Regions from separate parts of the Oryctolagus cuniculus genome. Here region 1 is linked to region 2. The links are chromatin contacts, called in public Hi-C maps. All regions are on one chromosome and are shown on one strand. Each heading gives the region's core, a stretch centred on a gene start, on an enhancer-like site or on the middle of the called end of the contact. The rest is flanking DNA. Distances are from core to core; before and after follow the strand shown.

Region 1 (2,720 bases), core at 160-2,659, 140 kb before region 2:
GAACCAGCTGATCAGGGGTCTTTCTCTCTGTGTCTCTCCGTGTCTCTCTAATACTCTGCCTTTCAAATAAATAACATGTGTCTCTTTCTTTAAAACAAAAGTGATCTGTGAAGGGTCTCATTAAATATGGTTCTCCCTTGTCTTGCAAGAAAATTGTCTCTTCCAATGCTATAATTTCTAAAAGAACCCATCCATAACCTTTTTCATTATGCATTGATATACTGCAACTAAAAGCAATTTTAATTAGCTGAGGGTAGAGATTCAGTTTCTCAAAATGCTCATGTCATAAAAGAAAAATTTCCCCTTGACACTGAAGGAAAAAAAATCAGAGCAAATTAATAGACTTTTTTGTCCCTTTTAAAGCTAAAATCATTTTGTGAGTTTATAACAGGAATATCTTACATCCATCAAGGTTTGACCCGTGGGCTCTAGCACATGGAGAGCGGAGCATCAGGAGGAATAATCTGGGCTGGGGAGGCATTCGCTGTTTTCACGCGTGGGTGTGAAGGCCCAAAGACATCGGTTGCATACCCTCCAAGACCAGGGACGCCCCCTCCCCATCGTTACCACCTGTTCTTGTTCCCCTGTGTTATTTTGAGTTTACTCATCCATCTTTCCACCACACTCCGGGCTCATCAGGCGTGGGCTCTTTCTTACTCCGTAGGGACCCTGAAGGGCCTGAGAGATTGCTCGGCCTTCAGCCATTCAGCACACTGTGTCAGCTTTTCAAGAGCATAGCAGCCAAGGCAAGAAAGTGACCCGCTGAGTGGTAGCAGTGACCTCTGCAAGCTCTGAACTCCGCCATTTTGGCCTTTTTGCTGGATAAGTAAGAGACCAAGCGTCAATTTAAAGAAAGGCTGGGTCCGGAGACTCAAGAGTCCACAGCCAAGCGAGGATTAGAACTGTGGATGAAGGGTCTATCAATCTTGGGTAAAGCAATTTCTCTTCAGCGATGCGTTTGGCTTTTTTCCTTTGCCAGCTAAGTCTGCAACCAGCCTTGTCGGGGAAAATGGCAGCTGAAGAAAAGGAAGAGTGGCCAGAAGAGGGCGCTCTCGCCACGGATATTGACAAGCGGTGTCTTTGGAACGTTACCCCTTCAACCTGGCCAACAGAGAGGCAGCACGGGATTCTTTCCTAAGGAGCTCACTTTGCTGGCCAAGTAAGAAGGGAAAGGAGAACACCGCGGGTGAAAAACGAGTGCAGAAGAATGCCACGGCGAGGCCCGCGCTCCCTCGGGGAGCCGAGCCGTGCGTGGTTCTCGGAGCGCTGCTCGCCACCTCCTCACCGCAGCCTTCCCAGGAACACGGCCCGGCCCGGGAACGCTCTGCACGGCCGACCCGCCCCTCCCCCTGCACTGCCTTTCCCCTCGGCTTCTTCCACTTGCTTCAACACGTCATTGCTCCCAGAGCTGCACCAGGCCAGAGCTCCGGGCTGTTTGCCAGCGGCCTCCAACATTCCGGGCCAGTGCTGTGAGCCTTAGAGGAAGGGCTCTCCCGGCGCCCCTGGGGACGGACAGGCGTTGGCGCCAGGCCTTGCCTTCGCCCGGCTCCCGGACAGTTCCAGGCTGAGGGTCTGCACTCCGGGGGAGGTGGGACTTTGGGTCTCCTCCTCCTCCGAGGGTGACAGTGCACACGATGGCAAAGGCACCAGAGATCGGGAGGGAGGTACCCCCTGTCATCCTGTCCTCAAAGCCCGGCCTTCCCCAAGGCCAGTGCTGTTTGGGGACATTGTGTACTAACCCAAAATGTACCTTTTTCTTAGCCTGTGTATGATTCTGTAATTGCTCCCGGCTAAGGCCCTCCTCACTCCACAGGCTCCTACTGTTTCCCCTGAGCTTGTCCTGGTCCCTGATCAGGCCTTCGCGCTGAACTAGAGTTCTCTTCCTGCAAAAAGACCTGACCCTTGAATTCTTCCACATCACCACCCACAGTTCTTCCTATGACTTACTCCAACCACAGAAGCTTCTGCATTGTTCTGTGGATGTGACGGTGCTGCCTCAGGGCCTTTGCACTTGCTGATTCCTGAGTCTGGAATGATCAGACTCAAGTGATTCACTCTCTCACTCTCATTCAAGCTTATGAGCAAATATCATGCCTCCCCTGACCCGCTCCACCAGCACCCACCACACTCACACTCTATCTCCTTCCTCTGCCGTATTGTTTCTCACTGCACTCATCACTGACTGATGTCACAGCTGACCAGCTATTTCTGTTGGTTCACTTCCGACACTGTATCGGCAGTATCTGGCACATCAGATAAAGAATACTTGCCTGGTTAGTCAGTGACAACACACCTTTCATCCACGCAGCTTCCTCCTGCAGCCCTTCAAGTTCTCCTCATTCTCCCCGCAATGAAACCAACTCCTCTGGCCTGGCGCTCGGAGCTCGCGGGCAGACGCTCTTCCCGCTGTGGCCTCGCTGCCTGTCGCGAGCTGCCCACCTGCACGGCGCCCTGAGCTCCATGCACACCTGGTAACACACCAGCTTGCATGCCTGAGTGCTTCTGCCCTTCATTCTATCACCACCTGTGGAAATCCGCCTCATCTCTCGGACTCCATCTGACGCGCTCCCTCCTCCCAGGGGAGACTTCTCTGCTCTCCCTCCCATCCCAGCCCCTGACAAGTCCTCTGTCCTCTGTTTGTGCATCTTTTCTCGGATGCCCTGTGTTGTGAATTATTTCTCTATTTGACTTTCTCTGCAGGAACACAAATTGTAGGAAGT
Region 2 (2,700 bases), core at 170-2,669:
GGATAATATCTTGGAATTCAAAACGTGGGAAAAACGTTGGATATGAGAGGCGTGAAAAATTTCCATGGACTCCATATTGGACCGTCTGCAAATACTTCCAAACAGGATCCCTATGAAAAAAGGAGGGGAAGAGGCACAAAAAACAATACACTACTTAACCAAGTACTTCTCAAAGACTTATCCGTATTTATAGGCCAATAGTTTTTAATATTCTATTTTAGCAAATAAAATCTAATGTGGGAATCACTGTACACAAATTAACAGTCACTCTGGTTAAAGCAGAGACTGCAATAGGCAAAGCTCCCGGAAATCCCACCTGTTAAATTGGCTCGTCCATCCCTCCCCCATACAAAATGAAAAATCCTGTAAAGGGTCACAAATCTCTTTCCCAGTGAAAATCACTTAAATTTAAGCGTATATGACGTTTGTAACTCCAATTTTATGCCAAAATTTAAAGAAGGACTTAGCCAGAAGAAACTTGCAAAAATGGAACCATTATTATGCATGCATACATTAAGTTGTTTATATTTTTTCAGATACTATATCCCGCATCCATTACTTTAATTCCCTAGGAACCGACCGCATTTTAATCTGGTATTCAAGCTACGTCATCTCCCGCTCCCCAATTCGTTGGTTTAAGGGTAACCCCAATCCTTTAATGAATAATGATTTTGGGAATAGGCATGAAAAGCAATCTGGACGAAGGAAAATGAGCGTTAGTCTGGTGGAGGCTTCCGGAAAGTTTCTATTCTCTTAAGAGACAGTCGCTATTTTTGCCTGCGTTTTCCTTCCGCATCACGCACACCTCGTCTAGCTTCTCTGCAACCGTTTGCAACCGTCTGTGCATATACACAAATTACGAACCACCTGGGGACAAGGCCTGTATTGCTCGACCCTCTAGTCCGAGCACAATGTGTAGCGGCACAGCGGAGCTGAATATTTTTTGTTGCCTGAAGCAAGGGCTAGGAAGCCTTGAGTCCCAGGCCCCCCACAGTCCGTGACATAAATTCCCCGAGGGTCTGGCACGAGACTCGCCTGAAGAGTCTCTCCTCGCCAAGAAGACAATGCATGTATTTCTCCCCTAGCCACAGGAGCGAAAAGTAGAACAAACACAAGCTGCACGAATCGCACAGGGAAGGCGGAGGAAACACGGGGAAGGTCAGGTTCATTTGGGGACGCCGCCAGGCCGTTAGCTCCAGTGCCCCACCCCCTTCGCCCCCTTCACCTCTTAAACATCCAGGACATGGCGCTGTGCGGGGTGACGAGGAAGACGCTGGGCGCCCTGGAGGGCTCTGATGCAGCCTGTTACGCGTCCTTCCTGGCCCTACAGCCTTCAAGCCGCGGGCAGGTTCTGAGCGCAGGATGAAATGCTCCCACCGACAGGGAAAGACGCCGCGGGTCTAATCAGACGTCGTCGCCGTTTCCTTCCAGCAACAATACGAGAGACCAGCGACGCTCTGACTGGCGTTAGGACCACCCAATCACGAGAGGGAGCCTGCGGAAATGACCCAATCAGGACACGGAAGGGAGGGCAACTCCGCCCCGCGCTGCGATTCAAAGACAGTGGGGGTCCCGGTTGCGAAGGGCTGTTCCATCCGGGTTCTTCCCCGCCCCCAAGCCGGGCGCGCGGGAAAGCCTCGTGGCCGTCGGAGTGCGACTACCGTGCGATGGTGCTGCGTTTTCTGGTGATTCCCTGCTTCGGAAGAAAACAACTCTCCTTTCTGCTGTTTCCCCGCCACATTCTAAGGCCCAGACACATTTTCAAGCCTCTGCGTCGTTCTGCTGCTCATTTTTCTCATTTTCATTTCTTCGTCTGAATAAGCTCTGCTACAGAACCTGGGCTACCCGCGGAATAACTGTTGCAACCGTGGAGACTTAGTCTTTTTTTCTTTTCTTTTTTCTTTTCCATTTTAAGCCTCGTTGACTTAATCTATGATACACCGAGTTTGGAAAATCTTCATCGGATCTTCCAGAGCGAGTGTTTCTCCCAAGTGTGTGTGTGTGTGTGTGTGTGTTAAAGGAAAATTGTCATTTCTTAGCGCGGGAAGACTGTAACGTATGATGGTACAACTGACTTGGTTGGCGACTGCCGGAAATGGACAACACCAGCTTCCCTGTGGGCCCATGGCTGCCCCTGCCAAGGACGGAAGAAGCTTGTTAAAGTGGGGTTGGGACGATGGACCTGTGGCCTCGGGGCTGCCAGGGACGCAGGTTATCTGCTTGACTCATCCCTCCAATGCCCACTTTGAGGGACCCAGGATCTCTAGTGTAACAACCAAGTGCAGTTTGTCCTCATTTTGAGATGAAACAAGTACAAATCCAGAATGATCACAGTAGGTTATGTTTTGTGAAAAAAGAACGATTGTAACAGGAACAAGAACTGTAGGTTGCTTGGTGGACCAAGGAGGAGGAGAAGCTGACACAAAGTGGATCATCAGGAAGATAAAGGGCAGACTTTAATGCATGGACCCTCCTAAAGTTTGGATTTTACTTTAATGGCAATAGGAAGCCAGTGAATGTTTTTTAAGTAGGAGAATGAGGACTGAATTAGGCTTCAAAAAATTCACTTGTGGCAGTTCTGTGGAGAATGAATTTTAGGAGGCAAGAATAGAAGCAACTGATAGAAAATTATGGTGTCCAGGTAAGACAGAATGGTGGCTTGGAATGGCGAGCTGACAAAGCTCAGAGAGCTAGCAGGAT

The links. Hi-C and Micro-C count contacts between places; a contact is called where the count stands out from the background.
Region 1: a Hi-C map of embryonic fibroblasts shows a contact between it and region 2, with 2.4 times the contacts expected there. The contact joins the enhancer-like site here to the promoter of HLTF in region 2. A contact is called at or near these places in 2 of 6 Hi-C or Micro-C datasets (embryonic fibroblasts and psoas muscle).

Annotation. Positions count from the first base shown.
Region 1 is chr4:132,519,165-132,521,884 of mOryCun1.1, reverse strand. All of the region lies in intron 2 of LOC103350414 (a long non-coding RNA gene), which reads right to left. Among named protein-coding and RNA genes, the nearest start is that of GYG1, 35 kb to the right of the region's middle. Within about 2 kb of position 1,409, at least 6 of the 8 cell types and tissues checked have an H3K27ac peak or open chromatin away from gene starts, as enhancers often do.
Region 2 is chr4:132,374,592-132,377,291 of mOryCun1.1, reverse strand. HLTF (helicase like transcription factor) reads right to left here and starts at 1,419. Exons shown (of 27, transcript NM_001114728.1): 1 at 1,226-1,419; 2 at 1-110. The coding sequence starts at 1,245.